Linked DNA regions of Mus musculus: regions 2, 3, 4, 5 and 6 are each linked to region 1. Evidence: chromatin contacts called from public Hi-C, HiCAR-type and HiChIP or PLAC-seq data. All regions are on one chromosome and are shown on one strand. Each heading gives the region's core, a stretch centred on a gene start, on an enhancer-like site or on the middle of the called end of the contact. The rest is flanking DNA. Distances are from core to core; before and after follow the strand shown.

The links. Hi-C and Micro-C count contacts between places; a contact is called where the count stands out from the background. HiCAR-type assays count read pairs that join an accessible place to other places. HiChIP or PLAC-seq counts read pairs in DNA pulled down with a chosen protein or histone mark.
Region 2: a FOXA1 HiChIP or PLAC-seq map of pancreatic cancer cells shows a contact between it and region 1, with 7 times the contacts expected there. The contact joins the enhancer-like site here to the promoter of Sema3c in region 1. A contact is called at or near these places in 12 of 39 promoter capture datasets (the 3T3-L1 cell line, 3T3-L1-derived adipocytes, embryonic stem cells and 7 more), 2 of 484 Hi-C or Micro-C datasets (embryonic fibroblasts and nephron progenitors), 3 of 115 datasets of contacts at active chromatin or transcription factors (bone marrow-derived macrophages, neural progenitor cells and pancreatic cancer cells) and 1 of 9 other capture datasets (liver).
Region 3: a FOXA1 HiChIP or PLAC-seq map of pancreatic cancer cells shows a contact between it and region 1. The contact joins the enhancer-like site here to the promoter of Sema3c in region 1. A contact is called at or near these places in 2 of 39 promoter capture datasets (liver and second pharyngeal arch cranial neural crest), 1 of 484 Hi-C or Micro-C datasets (nephron progenitors) and 2 of 115 datasets of contacts at active chromatin or transcription factors (a colorectal cancer cell line and pancreatic cancer cells).
Region 4: an H3K4me3 HiChIP or PLAC-seq map of bone marrow-derived macrophages shows a contact between it and region 1, with 3 times the contacts expected there. The contact joins the enhancer-like site here to the promoter of Sema3c in region 1. A contact is called at or near these places in 10 of 39 promoter capture datasets (the 3T3-L1 cell line, 3T3-L1-derived adipocytes, cranial neural crest and 5 more), 3 of 484 Hi-C or Micro-C datasets (bone marrow-derived DN2 thymocytes, epidermal suprabasal cells and uterus), 3 of 115 datasets of contacts at active chromatin or transcription factors (bone marrow-derived macrophages and a colorectal cancer cell line) and 1 of 9 other capture datasets (macrophages).
Region 5: a contact with region 1 is called in a HiCAR-type map of kidney, with 3 times the contacts expected there. The contact joins the enhancer-like site here to the promoter of Sema3c in region 1. A contact is called at or near these places in 5 of 39 promoter capture datasets (the 3T3-L1 cell line, 3T3-L1-derived adipocytes, hematopoietic stem and progenitor cells and 1 more), 1 of 484 Hi-C or Micro-C datasets (epidermal suprabasal cells), 1 of 115 datasets of contacts at active chromatin or transcription factors (kidney) and 1 of 9 other capture datasets (adipose tissue).
Region 6: a Hi-C map of pancreatic cancer cells shows a contact between it and region 1, with 4 times the contacts expected there. The contact joins the enhancer-like site here to the promoter of Sema3c in region 1. A contact is called at or near these places in 6 of 39 promoter capture datasets (the 3T3-L1 cell line, 3T3-L1-derived adipocytes, cranial neural crest and 3 more), 3 of 484 Hi-C or Micro-C datasets (the HL-1 cell line, pancreatic cancer cells and uterus), 2 of 115 datasets of contacts at active chromatin or transcription factors (a colorectal cancer cell line and pancreatic cancer cells) and 2 of 9 other capture datasets (adipose tissue and pancreatic islet).

The regions. Positions count from the first base shown.
Region 1 is chr5:17,573,128-17,576,637 of GRCm38.p6, reverse strand. Sema3c (sema domain, immunoglobulin domain (Ig), short basic domain, secreted, (semaphorin) 3C) reads right to left here and starts at 1,822. Exons shown (of 18, transcript NM_013657.5): 1 at 1,673-1,822.
Region 2 is chr5:17,327,855-17,331,364 of GRCm38.p6, reverse strand. No RefSeq gene overlaps it. Among named protein-coding and RNA genes, the nearest start is that of Speer4f2, 44 kb to the left of the region's middle. Within about 2 kb of position 1,979, at least 7 of the 459 cell types and tissues checked have an H3K27ac peak or open chromatin away from gene starts, as enhancers often do. A contact at or near this core is called in pancreatic cancer cells, where this site is marked.
Region 3 is chr5:17,357,842-17,361,351 of GRCm38.p6, reverse strand. No RefSeq gene overlaps it. Among named protein-coding and RNA genes, the nearest start is that of Speer4f2, 14 kb to the left of the region's middle. Within about 2 kb of position 1,756, at least 17 of the 459 cell types and tissues checked have an H3K27ac peak or open chromatin away from gene starts, as enhancers often do. A contact at or near this core is called in pancreatic cancer cells, where this site is marked.
Region 4 is chr5:17,388,436-17,391,945 of GRCm38.p6, reverse strand. No RefSeq gene overlaps it. Among named protein-coding and RNA genes, the nearest start is that of Speer4f2, 17 kb to the right of the region's middle. Within about 2 kb of position 1,800, at least 15 of the 459 cell types and tissues checked have an H3K27ac peak or open chromatin away from gene starts, as enhancers often do. A contact at or near this core is called in bone marrow-derived macrophages, where this site is marked.
Region 5 is chr5:17,417,862-17,421,371 of GRCm38.p6, reverse strand. No RefSeq gene overlaps it. Among named protein-coding and RNA genes, the nearest start is that of Speer4f2, 46 kb to the right of the region's middle. Within about 2 kb of position 1,936, at least 43 of the 459 cell types and tissues checked have an H3K27ac peak or open chromatin away from gene starts, as enhancers often do. A contact at or near this core is called in kidney, where this site is marked.
Region 6 is chr5:17,438,160-17,441,669 of GRCm38.p6, reverse strand. No RefSeq gene overlaps it. Among named protein-coding and RNA genes, the nearest start is that of Speer4f1, 36 kb to the left of the region's middle. Within about 2 kb of position 1,764, at least 11 of the 459 cell types and tissues checked have an H3K27ac peak or open chromatin away from gene starts, as enhancers often do. A contact at or near this core is called in the HL-1 cell line and pancreatic cancer cells, where this site is marked.

The DNA.
Region 1 (3,510 bases), core at 573-3,072:
TCATCCCATAAAAATGATGCTGACATCAAAGCAGAACAAAGCATCAGTGAAAACACTTAATTGATTTCCCCCAACGAATCTCAATACCTCATCTCTCTAGAACCCATTCAATTATACTGACAGAGTATTGAAGATTGAAAATACTCTCCCTAATAAATACAGTAGATTCCACCATCCTATTCATGGGTACCCATTCATTCCATGCTCACTAATTCTTCTGGATTAATTGCCTCTGAAATAGTGTTTCCATACATAAATCTACCTGTGCTCCATCCCTGATTATTAAACCACCCCAATCAGCTATCTGCCAGTGCATGCAGATGACCAGGCAGTGGTTAAGTGATGCAGATGAGGTAACCATGGACTCCTGCCAGATTTAAACCAATGACCTCGTGGTGAGTAATCCACTGGAGCCCCATATCCACCAAGGCATATTTTACATAAATCATCCAGAGAGTGCGCCATCAAAATTTCAAACAATGAATCAAAGAGACAATATTCTTGCTTGAAAATTGTAGCTATAAAATTAATATAAGCTATTAACTAATGTCTAAGTATAAAGGGAGGCCAGGTACTGTTAGAACAAACCTATATGAGCCCCACTGGCCATCAGAAATCCCATCACTTCTCATATAGTGTAATTATACAGTAAAATGACAAGCAGGTCTAGTCTGGAAATGCAACCTTACAGATCTTGTGTTATATGGCTTTTTTAAATTGAAAATACATTATTGATTCTATTCAATAAGGAAGTGAGGTTAAAAATTGAAAAGGCTGTTTCTCTGACACAGAAGGAAAGGACAATTAAACACAGCATGCAATCTCAAAGAAAAATCTAAACTGGTCTCATTGGTAGCACATATGCTGCAAGAGTGCAACATGAAACTCTCTGCCTCTACCACACAGATGGAGGAGACCCTAGAGATGTTTGTGTTGGTAATTTTCAAAAGAAACAGTTTCTTCCTGCTTCCACAACCTCTTCACCCTGTCATCCCTAAATTAACTTAGAAGAAAATTGATTTTTATGGGTGACTTTCCCTTAGAATTTTACCCCTGGGATTTGTTGACTTAGTAGTTAAAACCAGGGGGAAGGGATACTATTAATATGTCCAACCTTAGTCTGTTTATTAACCAAGTTAGAGACATTTGTACATTTTTACATATTGCTATTACCAGTACATAATCCGATATGCCTCCCCTAAAAGAGATATGCTCCATAAATTGCGAAGAACATTGCCTAGATGACATGGGAGATCAGACAGTGCTGATCTATCTATCAGAACACCCTGGTTTCAGTCCGACCTAGTGATGGGCTGTGACTGCCATCCCCCGCCCAAGTCCTTTACAACTTAGTCCCTTTAACTCGCACACTTAAAAGTGATGGCTAGTGCTTGGTCATCTATTATGAGTAAATACGAGAGTATAAATATATTATGTAGCTTCCACCGGTGTTTTTCCCCTTAGAAGGCACTGGAGCAACTTAAAGTCTTGGCAGGTGCCACAGCCTCCAGTCAGGCTCAGCTCCTCCCGGAGCGCTTTCCTCATGAGTCGCGTGGGCTCCTAAGAAAATACTCAGACTTGAGCACACCAAAGGAAAAACAAGTCAGTACACAGACCCAGAAAAGTTCTATTTCAGTAACTGAGTAAGACTGAAAATCTGAGTCCGGCTTACCGAGGTGGGAAAAGATCCAGGAGAAGTCAGCCACTTGCTCCGGGCTTGGATTTCCAGTCCCCTAGGTCCTTTCCCCAGAAGACCTTTAAAGACTTAGTGAGTCCGGAGGGTGGGATTCCTGCCGGCCGGTGCTGAGTTTCTTTGTAGCAGAATCCCGGGCGGCAGAGCCGCGGCACCCGGAGCCCTTCTCCACGTCGCTCAACCCCGCACCGCGGAGTGAATGGCAAGTGGCCGGGCGCCGGGGGCGAGCGCTCGGTGTCCGATTACAGCGACGCGGCGCGCGGCTGAGGCTGCCCGGGCGCACCGCCCAGCCGGCTGCAGCAGCGGCCCCGCGTGGCCCGCCGCATCTGCACGGGCCGCCGCCCCACCCAGGGAGCGCCTGGCCGCGGGTGGCAGCGAGCCTGAGGGCGGAGCACAGGCTGGCCTGGGCGCGGGAAGGCTCTGCTGCAGGCTAGACTCTTCTCCGTAGCGCTGCCTTTGGCAGTGAACAGTCGCTGAGCGCGCTCAGCCAGTTTTGCTATGCGCGCCTCTTGAAAAGCATGCAGGCTTGGCTACGCTGTAAATATCCGAGTGCAAAGCAGTTGTTTTGCCAGAGGAAGATTCCCTGCATCCTTTTAAGGCAAAGAGTTACCGTTTTAAACGGGCACGGATCTTGTCTTCACCCTGAAGCAAAATTTCTAAAGCTAGGGGAGAGTAACGTACGGTAACCCCCTTTCCCAGAAGTGTAATCTGTTGAGTATTGTTTCCTGCCGCGTTTCCCTAACGTCCTGAAATCAGTAATTATGCTGACCTTTCCACACTGAATCATATCCAGCACCTTCCTCTCCGGGACACTCCCAAAACAGAAGTTGTAAGAATTTTCACGTTTTTGTTTTGTTTTCAAGAATGCTGTTTCCAATGGTCCCAACACTTTGAGACTCATAAATCTACACACAGGCGAGTTATTTGCAGCCCTGCTTTCAGGAAAACTCGTTAAGCCGTGCAACTGACTTTGATGTGTGTGTGTGGAAGGGGGTTTCTTCTTCTGACTAGACTGAATTAAATGATTGAACATCAAAAGAAAAGACTTTCACTCCTTGTAAACTGAGCAGAGCTGGCTTAAAAAAAAAAAAATCACTGTTCGCTTCAGCCCAGTAGGTGTCACTGTGTGAGGGACCCTTGAGTGCAATTTATTCCCTGTGTATTTCCTCAGTTGCCTTACAAAATGAAGTAGAATCTTTACATTCTTATCAAAGTTGTCGCGGGAAACACCTCTAAGATTACAAAAGAGAATTCCCGCTCAGTCGGACCCAAGAAGGAGAGTTGCCGGAGTTAGTGATTAGAGGGCAGAATCTTTGTATCTATGTAGACACCGCCTCTGATGTCCAGTAGGTAGGATTGTCTGATTTTTGCCATATATTTGAGATATGTGAAAATCAAGTTAAAGAAGTTCATAATCGTTGCAAGATTCGCCTGCCTGAGATGGTTTGCATTTTAAGGTGGACTATCTCTGCGGTATACAGCTAAGTACATAGTAGACAAGGAACCTAAGTAGATTCCCTCAAAAAAACATGCATGAATGGGCAAGAGATGCTACAAAAGGCTCCACACCACTCATCACTTGAGCAATCCAAATGAAAGCCACAGGGAGATAACACTTCAAAGCTGTTGAATGGTTAATACCACAAAGAAAGAAGAAAAAACTTGCGGACAGTTTGCACAGACTGGGAGATGATACGAATTAGGGCAACTATTGTGGAAAACGGTATGAAGTATCTTTATAAACTAAAGATAAAACTAGCATATAACCCCTCAACCCCCCTCTAAATAATTACCCAAAGTACGGGGGGTCAGAAGAT
Region 2 (3,510 bases), core at 730-3,229, 250 kb after region 1:
TCATGTGCATAAGGGTTTCGCGCCAAATCACAGCCCATCCTGGGGAATGTAAATGAGGTACTGAAAGCACAACCAATCAGGTATAGACATGCCACTCCTAGGCCTATATAAGCAGCGCCAGTTCTGGGGCTCGGGGTCTTTCGCCTTCGCTATCAAGCTCTCCCAATAAACGTGTGCAGAAGAATCCTGTTGTGGCATCTTCCTTGCTGGAGAGTCGGGCGTCCACAAGTCCCAAACCAGCTGTCAAGTCTATAGAATACAACAATGGCCAGCACTGCTTGACATTTCCAATAGAGTCATGGTGGTGCTTGTATGTTGGAGGGAAACAACATTTATTTAATTGGACATAATTCCAGATCTATAGGAAGGACATTATGTAGGGTGTTGCAAGCCTAGCCAAATACCTCTCTAGCTGGTGTGGTTATTGACTCTAGAAGAGAACCTACTATTGCTAGTTTCTTAAGCCAGTATAATTTCTAACTGTATTCTAAACACATGTCCATATATCCAAATACGAGTGTAGTTCTGACTCCCCATCAAGGAAGCTTCTGTTTTTCCTTGAGGATGCTGATCATTGTAGAAATACAGAACTGTTCATTCCAGTTAACTGTGCATGGGACGCTAGACATTGTTGACACATCAGCAATTCAAGCCCTACACACAAGGCTTGGAATGCCTACACATGGCTTTTGAAAGCCAAAAGATCGTGATTGTCTGCTATGAGATGTCTTCGATCCATGCAGGGGAGCAGCACCTATGAAATCTCAACAATTTAGTTACCTGAAGAAAACCTACAGGCAGATACCCTATTCTAGTTGACAAATCTATGTGGTTGAAAAAAAAATCTCACAAGTCCTCACCTCTAGATGAAGAGCTACAGGTAATTAATCACTTTTGTGAGAAGAAATTAGTCTTCTCCAGAATGAGCCTTGTAATGGTGGTTTATCCAGGCAGTCAGCTATAAACACAGACATACTAACAAATAACATGCATATGAGGCACAGACATATTAATAAGTATAATATATGCGTAATAAAACTATACACACAAAGCATAAAGTTTAAGAACTGTTTTAAGTTGAATTTTTAAAAATATTTTTCATCTATTGCTTCAAGATAACCTGTATTAACACTTTGTGGGAAAAAATTGACCTTAAAATGTACACTTGTATATTTTAAAAGTATTTACCAGATTCTTCAGTGAATCATTGTCTTTCTAACTAAGCTATGTACATTTACATTCTATATAATATTTAGCATATGTAAGTATAAAAGGCAGTAATTGTATCACACCAACACAAACTAAATTTGTGCTCTTAGAACCTCAACAAGATGGAAAAATCTTTACCCGTGAAGACACCTGGGCATTCAAATGTATGGCATTAGAAGAGATAAGGAGAGGACCTATTCTATTTCGCATAATGTCCTTAAGGCATGAACTTACCCTGTCTGTCTGCTCACATCTTCAGAGACGCTTCTTTCATTAGAAGTGATAAGGTAGCTTAAAATAAATGACTTCTTTTTATCCTCTTACTGAAAATACTCTACAGTGAGCTATCAACACTTCCACGTATTAGCAAATTAAATGGACTCCTCTGCAGATGACGTAGGAGCCCCCTTTTATTTATTTATTTATGAGCTCTGCTTATGAGACCAAGCTTCCTTTTTAATTTTTATTTAAAGCTACAGCTGTGAGTGCACAGCTTCCTGCCAATCAGCCTTATCTAGCTTACTATCACTTTATGGATTTATTTTTTTTTTAGCAAGGCATGTTCCCCAATATTTCCTATGAACAACTTCAGTGGGTTCATTCTCATAATTTTCTAATTGATGTTGTCTATCAGAGCAGATGTTCAAGTTCATATCGTCTGATTCTTTTTGGTGATGCTGACCTTTAACATAGCTTCACTCTGGAGTGACCACCCACTGTTGTAATCACACTGAATCTCACCAGTAGTTCCATCTCTGACAAGGCAGACAGCCTACTTGGCCTGTGTAATGAAGACTTCCTGTCTTGTTTTCTTTCCCATGTCCCCACACCCTCTAAATCAGTTCCCTAACTTGCCTCAGAGTGCCAATTTCTTAGCTTCTCTCTTTCTTTAATTAACTCCCTCATTTCTTTTAAACACGGTTTTGGACTCCCATGCTTCTTTGCACAGGAAATGTTAATCATCTTTCTCAATGCTCTGACATGTATCCATTTATTCTTACAGTAGCATTCCAAGGTCTAATGGGATAACCACAAAGAATTCCCTTGGCTGCCAGCATTCTAAATCTTAGTCTGCAGCTTTTCATTGGTATCTAAGCATATATTCACCCATTCATGTAGCACTACTGAAATCATAGGTTCAGTAGACTATAAGCAACATAATTTATTTATTTTTTAGTTCTGTAATCTGGGAAGCCAAGATTAAAGTGGCTGCTGATTCAGTGGTGAGACTTTATTTACCAATTCAGACATGACATTTTTATCCTCTGTCCTTATAGGATGAAAGGGTACAAGATCCCTTCTAGTAAATATATTAAAGGATACTAATATCTTCTATGAGTATTCTACCCTGATGACCCAAACTTACCCTAATGGTTGTCAACTCCTGCTATCATCATCTAATGTATTATACATTTTTTAACCAAAGTAATTGGGGGAAAGACACAAATATTCAGACTTTTGTGGAGCCCAAATATTCACTGGATAACCTTAGCCTATGCTTAATCTACTATATTCTTATTTTCATAATTTGTTTAGCATTATCAACATTATTTCTTATAAATTAAACTGGCAAATTTTGGTGAAAACATACTGCTTATGTGTATCAAAGGAAAAAATGAAATGAAAAAAAGAGGCTAAAGAAAATGTGGCCCATTTACACTAATGAATATCACTAAATTGTTTAAAAAATTAAACACTAAAATTAACAGGTTAATTTATGGAGCTAGAAAAATAATCCTGAATGAGATAACCCTTACCCCAAAAGATAAATATGGTCTTTGTTTACATGTGCAGGTTGGCTTTTAAGCTTTCAATAGGCACAGCACAACCCATGTAACCACAGAGTTTAGGAATAGAGTAAGGGACTAGGGTAGAGGGAAGGTTTTCCTGATGAAGGGGAAATATAATAAATATATATGGAGTGACTGAGGTGGTGAGTGAAATTGGAGGATTAAACAGCGTGGGCCAATTTCTTAGCTTCTCTCTTTCTTTAATTAACTCCCTCATTTCTTTTAAACACAGTTTTGGACTCCCCTGCTTCTTTGCACAGGAAATGTTAATCATCATAGATAACTATAATCATAGATAATATCATATCAGAACATGATAAATGAGAGAATATGGGGAAAGAAAGCTAAAAGCAAGGGCCCTCTGAGGAATCCTAATTCTATAGAAGCTTCTTTATATAAACACATAAATGAAAGAAATCACAGTGAAATTATCAAGTAATGAGGAGACAATGCTCTAGCTTGTCATATCTGCCACCAAATGAAACCTCCAGGTCCAGGGATATTTATATCT
Region 3 (3,510 bases), core at 507-3,006, 220 kb after region 1:
GGCTATGCAAGAAATACTCACTCGAAAGAACAACAAAAATAGCAACAGCAGTAGCAGCAGCAGCAGCAGCAGCAGCAGCAGCAGCAGCAACAGCAACAGCAACAACAACAACAACAATAACAACAACAACAACAACAACAACAGGAACAACAGGAACAATAAGAGCAAGTTTCCCTTCAAGATGAAAAGTTCTGGGTTTTCATTTGGTTTTTTTTGTTTGTTTATTTTTCTTCATAGAAATAGCTATGTACTACCATCACCAACACACACACACACACACACACACACACACACACACACACACATTGTGCAAAGGACCATAGAAATTATTTCAGTGCATGCTATAGAATTCTGTGACTTAAAATTTTCATTTCTTTGGAAGAAAATAATATTGAAATTCTTCTGCAATTATCTGTAACCTTTTCTCCTTTTATCTCATATAAAAGAGAAAAATGTTAGAGGATATTAAAATTTTTATTAATTTTGTGGGAATTTCAAACAATGTATTTTTATTATATTCATGCCATCTCCTCCTGTTAACTTGTCAGAGACATAACCCAAACTCCTACCTCTAATTTCAAGTTCCCTTTTTATGTACTTAATAATGTATTGACTCTAATATATACTGTCCACATACTTTGCTATGTGGGGAAATCCAGTGAAATGTGATTCACCTACTTGGTCACACCCTTAAAGAAAACTTAACTCTCCCATAGAAGCTAAAACTCTCCATAGCTCCAAGTTAGGGGTCAATGTTTAAGAACCACTTCCCCATCATGCTATAATGTTTAATGGCATGATCTTATGTAGGTCTTGTGCTGGTGACCTCAGCTCCTATAAGCTAATGAGTGGAGCAGTCACACATTATGTCATTAATATTTTTATAAGTAATCAAAAGAAAACGAGTATTGTTCACTACAATATATGTAGGACCTACTGCATTGGGACTTTATTAGAGTGCAGGGGTATTAGGCTGAACAAATCGGAATGTACAATTTAGGAGCAGAGTGCAGGACAATGGATGCAGGGGAAAGTCAGTAGATTAAGAATAGAGGTCAGTGGATGCAGAATAGAGTTCAATGGACCCAGAGTCGACAGTAGTGGGTGCAGAATGGAAATCATTGCTTACATAATGCAACACGATGAATGATGAGTAGACATCAGTAGAAGCAGAGTAGAGATCAGTTGATACAGAATGGAATCCAGTGGATGAAGAGTGCATACCAGTGGATGCAGAGTGGAGGTCAGAGGATACAGGGTGGAAGCCAGTAGATGAAGATTGGAGGCCAGTGAATGCAGAGTAGAAACCAGTGGATACAGACGTAAATTCAGTGGATGGAAAGTGGACATCAGTGGAGGCAGACTGGAGGTCAGTGGGTACAAACTTAAGGGCAATAACAGGGACTGGGGTAAGTTTTGGGTAAAAGAGTGTAACAGAAATTTGAAGATAGGCCAGAGTAATCAGACACCTCTGGAGGATGGTAGGTGGGAGCTACCCAGTTATGTATCCAGGATGATCAGATACTGAGGTTGGTTGGTTCATAGTAAGGTGACAAAAGTGTCTAGATTTTACCACTTAACCTACAAATGATTATAGTAGGTTTAGGAACCTGAGTAAAGCTTGGTCATAAAAGGAATTCTTGTCACACCCCTCATCATAAAATGTGGTATTCATGTTTTTTCCATGAATCATTAAAGCTTTTCTTCCTTCCCAGCCAGATAGCTTTGCCTAAGCTTGTTTCATAGATAGCTTCTGGAGCCAGTGTGTAAATACTATAAAGCTTCAAACTGTATATGTGTGTGTATTTAGAGTACACTAATACAACCTCCATTTCACAATGTTTCTACATTTTAGGAAGAGTGTCTCATGGCTTCCTGTTCTAACCCAAAGAAAAATACAGTAAAAACAATTTGATGAATGTGAGGGGAAAGATTTAAATGAAAAACAGCCTGTGATGTTTACTGAGAGACCAAAGCAGCAGATGCATCTCCTGCCTCACTCTACAAAAGAGGCAAATCCACAGCAGCTACTGACCTTGCACATGAAGAAACAGCAAGGCCTGGTTTGGTTTAGCATACAGAGCATGGATCTTGATCCTTCTCCGGGGCTTCATTTGATTCACATTATGCGAGTTTGAAACATAAAGATTTACCTTGTGTGGATACCTACGTGACTAGATCAACCAATAGCCCAGAAGACTTGAGCTATTGGTATTACTTAGTATGGTTTTGCAAAATTTCTCTGATAGCACCTGGGAATACTGGAAGTGGTGATGTCAATGGCTCTACAATGCTGCTTCCTCACTGTATTCAAAGTTAAACTGAGCCATGTCAGGACTCAGTAGCACCTGTAACTGGGATGGAGTTACTCTTCTTTTCTGGGTTGGATAAGTTACCAAGGAGAGATCATTCATTTGTTCTTATATGTAAGAAAATGAGACTTGGGAATATAAAAATCTGTATATGTGTTCCTCAGGGAAAAAACTCTACATCTTAACCCCATGTAAAAACAGAATGTAGAAATTTCTATGGAGTATGAATTTCTTATTGCTTTATATTTTTAAAATATGTGTACATTTTTAAAAGGTTAATGTCAGTTGGGTTATCATGTAGTAAGAAAAAAAAAGTTTAGTTTTAAAAACTGTAATTACACCATCTTTGAAGTTAACAATGCGAATAGCTAAAAACTGCTATATAAGAAATGCTAAAAAGAGAAATACTTCTGCTTTGGAAGACTTTAACTGGTTTATTGATTTAAAAAAAATATTCTGTATATACTGATTAGGATCAGAAAGTAAAGCTCAAATGGCATTTTCTCACACGATGAATTTACCTGTTTAGAAAAAAAACAGTCTATGCTAGTTACACTGAAATTAAGTTTACAGTTGGGAGGAGGGGCATTTGAGTATTACATGTTATAAGAAAAAAAATGGTTAGATAAATATATAAAGTCCAATATTTTTATGACTGCATTACACAACATCTCTTACACACTTAGTCTGTAGTGGAAAGCTCTAGTTAATTAAAAGCCAACAGTGATCAAATGAAGTCGAAAAGAGTCCTATCCTAATACACCACATAAAATTGTATAGAAATCAAAATGGCAAATAGATGTATACTTTTCTATTTAAAAAACTTAGTTTTTAAAATGTCCATTCTACTTTAGGTGTGTAAAATTAGTGAAGCAGGAGCCTGCAACTGTTGACTTCGCTTATTATTCTGGAGCTCTCCCAGTAGCTCTTAGTGTGAGTAATCAAAGTGTAACTCCTTGAGAATCATGCCCACGTCACAGAGAGCCTTAGCCAATGTTTGTGAAGCATGGTATCTGTAGAGGCACCGCGTTCTATTAGTTGGAAATACTAACTTTAGAATATTAAAAAGAAAAGTTTCTGACATGAATGGCTATATTTTTAAATCTCACTATATTTTTAAATCTCTAGTTCACATGTGTGAATTAGATGAGTGGGTATTATTTCCATCCATATTATGCTATATATTTATAACAGACCT
Region 4 (3,510 bases), core at 551-3,050, 180 kb after region 1:
ACCAATAATTCTTTACAGTGGGATTCAGCATCACTAGCTGTATTCTCCATAGCTTTTACTCACAAATAAAGGTTTAGTGGGGAACATTTTGTTAAAAGCTACAAAGATACCAGCCATGCAAAAATTTTTGCAAGGTTTATGATATAAATGATAAAGTGACCCACATGGCATCTTATTATATTGGACTGTTAGATACTGAGAAAATTCACAGAACTGATTTCAACAGCAGTTTCAGTTATTTTCTTCATAGTAAAGCTTTTTTATGACTCTACAGTGCTTCTAAGATTATAAGAAAATTATGCTTTATTTTACATTACAATGAGTTTTAGGGTCAAACTTGATGATGAAAATCTTATATTTCACAGTCATCAAGTAAAAACAGAATGTGTTTCATCATGTTTTCTAGTAATATTTTATCTGATTAAATAGTTCTAATAAAAATAAAGCCATCACCCTCTGTGAAAATGAGTTTTGGACTTGCATCTTTATTCTCTTTCATGTGGTTTCCTTTAGTACTGAGTGCAAAAATAAGGGAAGTAAAATATATAAACAGTTACTAGTTATTTTATCTTTCCAACAAAATTGTACACTCACAACTTATTATAAACTAACAGAAGATGGTTTACAAAAACTGAAATTTCTGCTTTATTTTTTCTATTCTTTCTCACCATTAAAACATGCATTTTTGACACGTTGACTGAACAGATGTAATGAGAAATATGCTTTTAAGAATACATTCCAGTGTTCCCCATTTATTTTATATTTTTAATCGTACTTATGATGTAAAGTCACTTTTAAATATTTTAGATTAACTAAATGTTTTCAGATCCTTATCATGACATCATATTTTAATGTGACTTAATTTTCAAATAACTTAGAATGTACAAAATGGGTATCACTTATAGACTTACTTCATTTATTTATAAGAATTTTGAAGATAAGCCAAGAATTCTCAAATAAATATTTATTCTTTGCTTCTTTCATTCATCCATTTAAAAAATTCATTCATCAAACCTATATCAAATATTTATTAAATAAACTGTGGCTAAGTTATGTTTCTAAAAGCACCTTGATTAGAACTTGCTCTACGTTTTCTTTAACATTTGTTGTTTCTTTAGTCTATCAGTCTCCAGCATTTGGCTATGTAAACTCTCAAGCCAACTTTTAGAAATGATGAATCATGGACGGAGTTGGGAAGTGACTGTCACTTTCCTATTTAAGGATATGATTTAATTTTTTTTAAAAGCAGCTCCTACTATTTGGGGAACTTTGAAAATTGAGAATAGTTCTAAACCAGTCTTCAAACATTTATTAAGTAATCTCTCGTTTATAGATGTTGTAGTAAATTCTGTAGTTTTGTATCAAGTTTTGTTTATGGATTTGAATGTATGCTAGTAAAGATATCTTAGAATATTGTTCAAAGACTTATTTCTTTATTCACTTATGGTTTGATTTGATTTGCAAAGTAACTTTAACAACTTAGGTTATGCTTGTATTCCCAAAATTCCTTCCCTTGCCATCTGGATGCAGAGCTGAAAGGCATGAATGACTACCTCGAGTTCTGAGGTTTTGTTAGACTCTCTTGTGCATCAGTACAGCCACAGAACATAAATAACACTTCTGTACTAAGACATGGTGTTTATTGTCAGCGTGCTTATGAACTTTACTGTGGTGAAAAGCCCACGAATTCAAGAAATTACTTTTATTTTCACTTACAGGATTTCTGAGGGTCAATGAATGTAAGTCAGCTGTCCTGTCACGTGAGCTGGATGTGGTAAGTCTTAGGAGCTAGTGTGCAGTGTGGAGAGTGAGTCTGAGACACTGAACGGAAGTCAGGGACATCCTTTCACTTCCTTTTGATCCTTTCCTTTGAGCTGCATCCAAGATGAAGCCAGAAATGTTTGAAACGCAGAGAGCGTGACAGGTCAGTGTGTGCTGAATTCGGTGACATGCCAGAATTTCAGCATACTTCCCCATGTGCTTCTTAGGTTGGTTGTTTTTCTCTCTCAGGTATTCACTCTAGAAAGGAAAATCCATTTTCTTAAAGAAGTAGTACAAATTTATCCAATTCTTTGAAAACCCCCCTTAGATTTTACTATTAATCTAAGATCTTCAGGGGTAGTCACTTATTACTATTAATTTTTAACTCACCATAAAGGAAAACAAGCAAGAAAAATTCATTAAACTATCTATGTATAACTATTCCATGACTTAGTATATTATAGAGATTTTTTTGGTAAACAGTTAATAGTATGATTCCTATGATATGTCAAACATTATTATTATTATTATTATTATTATTATTATTATTAATTATTATTACCCACCTCCCCCCTTCTTCTGGATTTACCTCCCCATCTATTCCTAAATACTCCTCTTTTTCTGCTATTGTTTTTACCTCCCTCCATATTCCTATAATGAGCTCCCTCTTTCTTGTCAGATCTGCCAGTACTCCCCAAACATCAAAATACTAAAAAAACCCAAGACATGAGAAGTCTCCTTTTTGCTTCCCCCCCCCCCCCCTTTGGCCAGAGCTGAACAAAAGACTCCTGAAACGTAAAACCTATTGCTGTTCACCTTCGTGAATTTTAAATGTCTATTGTTAAAATACCATCTATTCAGAAGCAGGATCCAGAGAACCCTGTATTGGAATCAATATGAAAGCTTCAGCCCCCAAGAGGTAATCAATGGTCATATATGGCCTTGATGCCTATGAACCACATCAAGAGTAAGCATGGCATAGGAAACCTAAGTGGGCAGTAGTAGTGTGCATACCTTGGTGGTAACCAACAGCTCTCTAAGATGCACACAATGGAAAGGGAACCAGGCTTGGTACTGGAAACCTAGCTAAACACTTAGTGCTAGTGAAGTCATGGATATTAGAGGAGAATCTAAAACCACTAATTTCTCAAACTAGCAATCAATCCTTATAATAATCTATAAACTTTTGTCCTTATACATACAGACAAGTACAATGTTCACCACCCCCAATCAAGGACACTTCTCTTTGCAACAGAGACCAGTATAAAAAATCATAATCAAAATTAAAACATGTAGAGTTAAATCTCTATGAATATCATTATATATACTGAAAAACTTAAATTTAGGAATAGATATATACATATCTATCTGTATTTTTATCTATCACACATAGGCACACAGACAGACAGACATACACAGACACATGTACAGAATAGTAAAACTCAAAAAAAGAGGTCATGGCTTTTAAGGGGAGCAGGGAAGAATATATGCAGGAATTTAGAGGGAAACAAGGGAAATGAGAAATGTAATAAAATCATAATCTCAAAAATAAAAAAGAAAGACACACACACACACACACACACAAAAGAAAGGAAAAGAAAAGAAAGGCAAGATGGTAGGCTAATGAGGAGGAGAGGAAAGCAAGGTACCCAAACCTCAAATTATTATTATTTTTTAATTAATTTCAAATAGGAGTTACATGGGTCCAGATGGTTCAGAGGTTGAGGACACCTACTTGAGTTCTGTTCC
Region 5 (3,510 bases), core at 687-3,186, 160 kb after region 1:
GTATCACATCCATATCACACACACATCCCCCAAAACACACCCCACACATGAGGCTTTGAAAACATCATGGAAGAGAGTAGGAGTAAGAGGCAGAGGTCAGGAAGGACCACCATGAACCAGAGTCTTCTGGATACTACAAAGTCATTACATTCGGAAGCTCACAGCGATTACTGCCTATACGACACTGGCACAAGATCAAACAAGGTGGCAAAACATTTTAGCATTGATTGGCACAGTCTCTTGAGCTCCCACCTCTAGATCAGTAGCTCTTTGCAATTGACAGCTTCTGTGGGGAGAGAATCTATTTCCTCAGGGAACACTGGCACCTCGTCATCTGTCAATGTCCTGCAACCGTGTACACTGAAACAGTGCTAATGAGACTCAGTCTCATCTCTCAGAGAGATGGCGAGTGGTTGCTAAGACTTGATGCTCCACCACATGACCTGGATTTAGTAGCCAGTAGACATTTCAGATGGCTCACAACTCTGTGTAACTCCAACTCTGGGGCACGTGACTCCTCTAGTCTCGCGGGTATCTGTGTTCACCACTCACCTGCACACATCCACTTGCACACACACATATGCATGTAATTTAAAATGATACAAATACATTGTTTTTAAAAATGTGATAAATGTGTTCTGACAAAGTTGGAACAGTTTTCAAATAGTGTTAACAGTTGGAGCAAAGAAAGTTGAAAAGTTGATAGATCCTAGATATGTCTTTTTAGAATTTGTATATTATTTTTATTATTATAAAATATATTCAGTAAGACTATATACTATACAGATTTTCCATATTTTAAATTTTTTTGTAAGGGAATCTTTTCTAATTTAGTACAATGAAATACCAAAGCCTTGTCAATTTAGATGCTTCTTTTATTTATAGAATATTTTTGTTGCTACTATCATTACTATCATTACTATCATAAATATTTATTATTATTTTTTTCCTGGATGGTAAAACTGAAGTTTCCTACATGTAGATATTATCATTAGCATAAAAGTCAAACACAATCCAATGCACATGTAACTAAATTTATATATTAGATAATTTGAAAGAAAGACAAAAGTCAATTGTAAGTAAACTGACAAAGTTTCATCATATATTTTTGTTTTCAGGAAGAACAATAATTCTTTAACTCTATTTTTCAACATAAAGTCTTAAGGTGCTCTTTGGTCAGGCCACTTTCTGGGCAAGTTTAAAGGTTGTTTGATAAAACATTGTGTTACACTGTAACTATAAACTCATGAGGTAACAATTTAACTTCTGGTCTGGTCCCAGGATTAACTTTATGGCAACTGGAGCTTAAAGTCTCAGTGTAACAATTACTCATATTTAACAGATCTTTTCTTTCTCCATCTCTAAACTTCTAGCTATTGTTTGAACTGTCTTTTGGGGGGCTTCTTTTAAATGTCTGTCATCCCTGAAAATGTTCACATTCCTTAATCTGAGGTGTAAATCAGCCACTTTGATAAGGAAATCTGTGTTGAGTTATCTGAAGGATTGCCTCGATGCTTATGTGGTAATGGAACATTTTAGAAAATGTGGCACATTACAAAGTTAAGTGTAAATCTCCCTTGAGAGGTAAAAATAAGAGCATGGCAATATTAAGAATGAAAGGTGTTAAGAAAGCAGATTTGGAAGATTGCATGACTGAAAACCTTGAATCCATTCTGAGGACTTGTTTAGCCGCCTTGCTTTACTAAACCATACATTTCTCCAAGTCTAGGAGGCAGATTTTCTCAAAGGACAGTTTTTGTGACTTAATTGATCCTGGGTAGGGTGCACAGCAGTTTAGGAGCCCAGGGTGTGCTTTGTTTTGGATGAAATTCTAAAGCAGACATTTATGGGGGAACTCTTCCTCTCTGTTCTCAGCTGCTAGGCCAGTTGGTTGCAGCTTGCTGCCAGCCAGTCAAAGGTCAGAGGCTTGCTTACATCACTTTGCTTTGCACAGAGAAAGCTCTGTAACAAAGGGATCAATGCAGCCTTCTCCTTGCCAGGGCCTGCTTAGTGTGAGGTTATTCCCCAAGGAGGTACAGACTGTCTGAAGGCTCATCCTGTCTCCACCCACAGAACAGCACAGTTTCTTACTTGTCACATAATTTCTGATGTTAAGGAAAATGTGATTTGATATTTAGTATTTTCTGAGAAAGTAATTATTAAATCAACCTTAGAAAAATGAGATCAACTTTTTTAATTCAATTGTGTCTTTTTAAGTAATGGATTTAAAAATGCTAGATTAGCTGTTTTAAGGAGTAAAATAATTCTGCCCTATGTTATTAAAATTAGTATGCTAAGCACAAAAATCAATAGTTTTAAGAGATTTTTTTTCAAATCGTATCCATATGTGAATTTAAGAAATGTGTGACTTATTTATACCATAAAGTGGAAATGCCTTTACCCATTACCATTTTTGAAATTATTTCACTTAATTAAATCAGGATTTGTCATTTCTACACAGAGACATTTTGTTTTTAACTTTTCATTGTACATTTTCAATGTGCCTCTACATAAAACACTGGGAACTGAATGATACCTGGATATTTTGTGACAAATCCACACACTCTACCTTATAATTACAACTGAAGCCTTAGTTATCTTCAGCATCTATGAACCTAGTACACACATACCAGAGCTGCAATCATTGTCCACCAATGCCTCACTGCAACTCTGTGTTATCCCCACATGTCCACACTTGCATTGAAAGGTATATGTATACTTAAGAATGATATTCCTAATTGTTATTAGAAAGCTTTTTTCTCTATAAGGCATGAAATTCTTCATGATTCATGCCTACTGAAGCTCTCTATATCTGTGACTCAGTTATCTCTATACCACTTTGCTTTATGAAAACAAAACCCATTGATTGGTTTCCTCCATGAAACACAGACACTCCTGCAACTTGAAGGGCATCATCCAAAGCCTGCCAAGGTTCTCTCTTTTCCTCGTGGGTTCTTCTTGCACCAGCCTAAGCAGTACTTCAAGTATGATTTGTCATATCTTTAGAAAATATCTTCTCTAAAAATACTTTTATGGGGCAAATCCTAGCTCTGAGAATGACAGAGAAGAATAAATAAATAAATAAATAAATAAATAAATAAATAAATAAATCTTCTGTGTCTTTTTAGATGAAAATTATCATGTTATAACTTAACATTGTTTATTTTTAATCTTTAATCTTTTATTACAGTCTAGTTGTTATTCCCTTCCAGGTCTGCCCTCTGATAGTTCCTTGCCCCATTCCTCCTCCACTGCCTCCAAAAGGATGTCCCCACTCCTCTAGCCCACCAACCTCCCCACTCACTGGGGTCTCAAGTCTCTTGAGGGTTAGGTGTATCTTCTTTCTTGGGGAATTCAGGTTATTTGACACTGCTGATCTTCCTATAGTGTCACCCTCTTCAGCTTCTGCTAGGGACAAAAATGGAGAAGAGACTGAGGGAAAGGAGGTTCAGTGACCAGCCCAAATATCGGTCCAGCTCAAGGGGAGGCTACAAAGCCTGACACTATCAT
Region 6 (3,510 bases), core at 515-3,014, 130 kb after region 1:
TATTGGTATAGGAAAAGGCAGGATGGTCAATGGAATCAAATAGAAGACAGAAATAAACCCACATAACTATGGACACTTAATTTTTGATAAAGAAAGCTGTACTGGCTAGTTTTGTGTCAACTTAACACAGGCTGGAGTAATCACAGAGAAAGGAGCTTCAGTTGTGGAAATGCCTCCAAGAGATCCAGCTGTGGGACATTTTCTCAATTAGTGATCAAGGGGGGAAGGGCCATTTGTGGGTGGGAGCATCTCTGGGCTGGTAGTCTTGGGTTCTATAAGAGAGCAGGCTGAGGAAGCCAGTGGAAGCAAGCCTACAAGTAAAGAACATCCCTCCATGGCCTCTGCATCAGCTCCTGCTTTCTGACCTGCTTGAGTTCCATCCCTGACTTCCTTTGCTGATGAAAAACAGTATTGAAGTGTAAGCTGAATAAATCCTTTCCTCCCCAACTTGCTTCTTGGTCATGATGTTTGTGCAGGAATAGAAACCTTGACTAAGACAAAAGCAAACCATAGAATGGGGAAAAAAACATTTTCAACTTATGATGCTAGTATAACATATGTCTGCATATAGAAGAAAACAAGTAGATGTTATCTATCATCCTGCACAAAACTCAAGTCCACGTTTTTCAAAGACCTCAGTATAAAACTGGATAAACCGAATCTAATTGAACAGAAAGTGGGGAATAGCTTTGAATTAATATGTACAGGAAACAACTTCCTCATCTGGGCACCAGTGGCTCAAGCTCTAAGATCAAGAATTGATAAATGGGACCTCATGAAACTGAAAAGCTTCTGTAAGGCAAAGGACACTGTTAATAGGACAAAACAGCAACCTACATATTGGGAAAGGATGTTCTCCAACCTTACATCTGAAAGAGGGTTAACATCCTAAATTCATAAAGTACTCAAGAAATGAAAGACCAATAACCCAAATAACACAATAGCTGAAGGGGTTCGCAACCCCATAAGAAGAACAACAATATCAACCAACCATACCCACCAGAGCTCCAGGGACTAAACCACCAACCAAATAGTTCACCTGGAATGACCCATGGCTTCAGCTGCATATGTATGTAGCAGAGGATAGCCTTGTCGGGCATCAATGGTAGGAAAGGTCCTTGGTCCTGTGAAGGCTTGATGCCTCAATGAAAGGGAATGCCAGGGTGGAGAGGAGGGAGTGGGTGGGTGGGTCGGTGGGTGAGCACTCTCATAGAAGCAGGGGGAGAGAGGATGGGATAATGGGATAGGGAGTTTCCAGAGGGGAAACCGAGAAAGGGGATAACATCTGAAATGTAAATAAATAAAATATCAAATAAATAAATAAATGAAAGAACTGAGAAGAAAACAAAATGATTTGATAGAGATGTCTTAGCAATTTGCTGTAGGTGCATTACCACTAATGATCGGAAAGCATTTCTCCCCATGAGACATATCACTGAAATTTTTGCTCCTGTGTTGTTTTGTTGTTTGTTTGTTTTGTTGTTGTTTTTAATGTTTGATACCAGGTATACTGGAGTCATTGATAGTAGAAATCCAGGGCCACTGTACTTTACTCTGGAATTTATTGACTGATGCTTCAATTTTGTCATTTTATTTGGAAATGTCAATGTACCTTAAATATATTTTATCTTTATTGCCCTCTATTCCTTTACAGGGTTCCTGCAACCATTTCTTTTCTACTCTAACCAGTCTCCCACTCTTAGTCCATTACTCACTCTTATCAAGAACTGTGCCTCCCATTTTGCTGGAAAGAGGTGTACATTAAAATTCTCCATGCTGTCTGTAACTGGGAAGGCATTTTTATTAGCTTACTCATGCTTTTATCATTTCCCATGGTTGCATTGGGGTTTCCTTCTTTCATCTATTAATTCAAAAACTATTTATTCTACTTTTGTTTGGAGCCAAGAATTAAGAAAGGAACTAGGAATTCAAAGGAGAATAATGTCCCTCTGAAGGCACTCCTGCCTTCTGGTCTACCATCAATCACATCCTAACAGCTTGCCTCCTCACCCTGACCTTTTCATTGACTCCCTTCCTTCTGAATATAAAAACAGGGTATAAAGTACAGAGTAACTCCTTCTGCTCATTACCTACTGAAGCATTATTTTGCCTCCTTCCTATCCATTTCCTTTCAGTGTCTTAGTCATGTTGCTAAAATATTTTCAGTAGTCAGAATGAGAGTGTGGTTTTCATCTCACACTTTTTTTTAATGTGCCTTGCTTCTATAATTGTTAAAATTTACTTATGATACTCCTATGATCTTTCTCATAGTTCTTTTTTTTATGAATTATTGTTAACATCCTTGATAATTTATCAGAATAATTCCTTTTAATTCTTCATTCCTGGTGATAACTTTCAGCATTCATTCTCTCAAATTCCATGCCTCTTCTTCCTCTTTATTAAGTGGCAGGGAAGCACGTTAGAACACAACTTTATATATCTTTAAATGTGTGTTATTATTAATCTTCAACTGATAGATCAATGTGATCTCTTATCAAAGTCTTTATGCTTGTTGTGAGATGGCGCTAATAGAAATAAGTAAGTTCCCTGAGGAGCTGGGCTTCATTTATGTAGGATATCGAATGGGAGAAATCAAGAGGATGTAGTCACATGGAAAGCTGGTTTTGTTGCTGATGAAAGGTGTACTACAGTGAAGATCATGGTGCATACTTGCTTTGAGAAGTACAATGACAGGGAGGACAAATAATTTTCTTTTGTTTATAATGAGGTAATTATTATTAAAGCACCATTTCTAAGAATACTGTCTCTGTAACTATTCAGGAAGAGTTTAAATGATAGAAATAATAGAAGTAGGGAAATAAGTATTAAGGAAGATTTTGTTCATTTGTTTTTGTGGTTTTCATTGAAAAGGTATAAATACAGGTTTTATTAGAGTATATAGGTTGAACTAATATGGAGTATTAAATTAAGAGGGAACACACACACACACATGGGAATAGAGCAAACAAACTTAATATTTAAGACATAAGGCAGTCCTGAAGCAGCAGAATAATATGACCAGCACAGCTGAATAGAAACAGGCATTCCTAGGGTAGGGGTTGATCTCAAGTGGAGATAGGCACCACAGGTTTATGTTCAGAAATGATCAATGTGAGCAAAGCAAAACAGCATGGCCCCTGGTTAAGGAATCTTAACCACCTACTGATCACCAAAATTTTAACCCGGAATTGCTCCTGTCTAAAGGAAATACGGGGACAAAGGATAGAGCAGAGACTGAAGGAAAGGCCATCCAGATACTGGCTCACCTAGGGATCCATCCCATCTGCAGACACCAAACCCAGACACTATTGCTGATGTCAAGAAGTGCTTGCTGACAGGAGCCTGATAAAGTTGTCTCCTGATATGCTCTGGTAGAGCCTGACAAGTACAGAGGTGGATGCTCACAGCCAACCATCAGACTGAGCACGGGGACCCCAATGGAGGACTGAAAGAGCTGAAAGGGTTTGCAACCCCATAGGAGGAACAAAAATATCAACTAACCAGATTCCC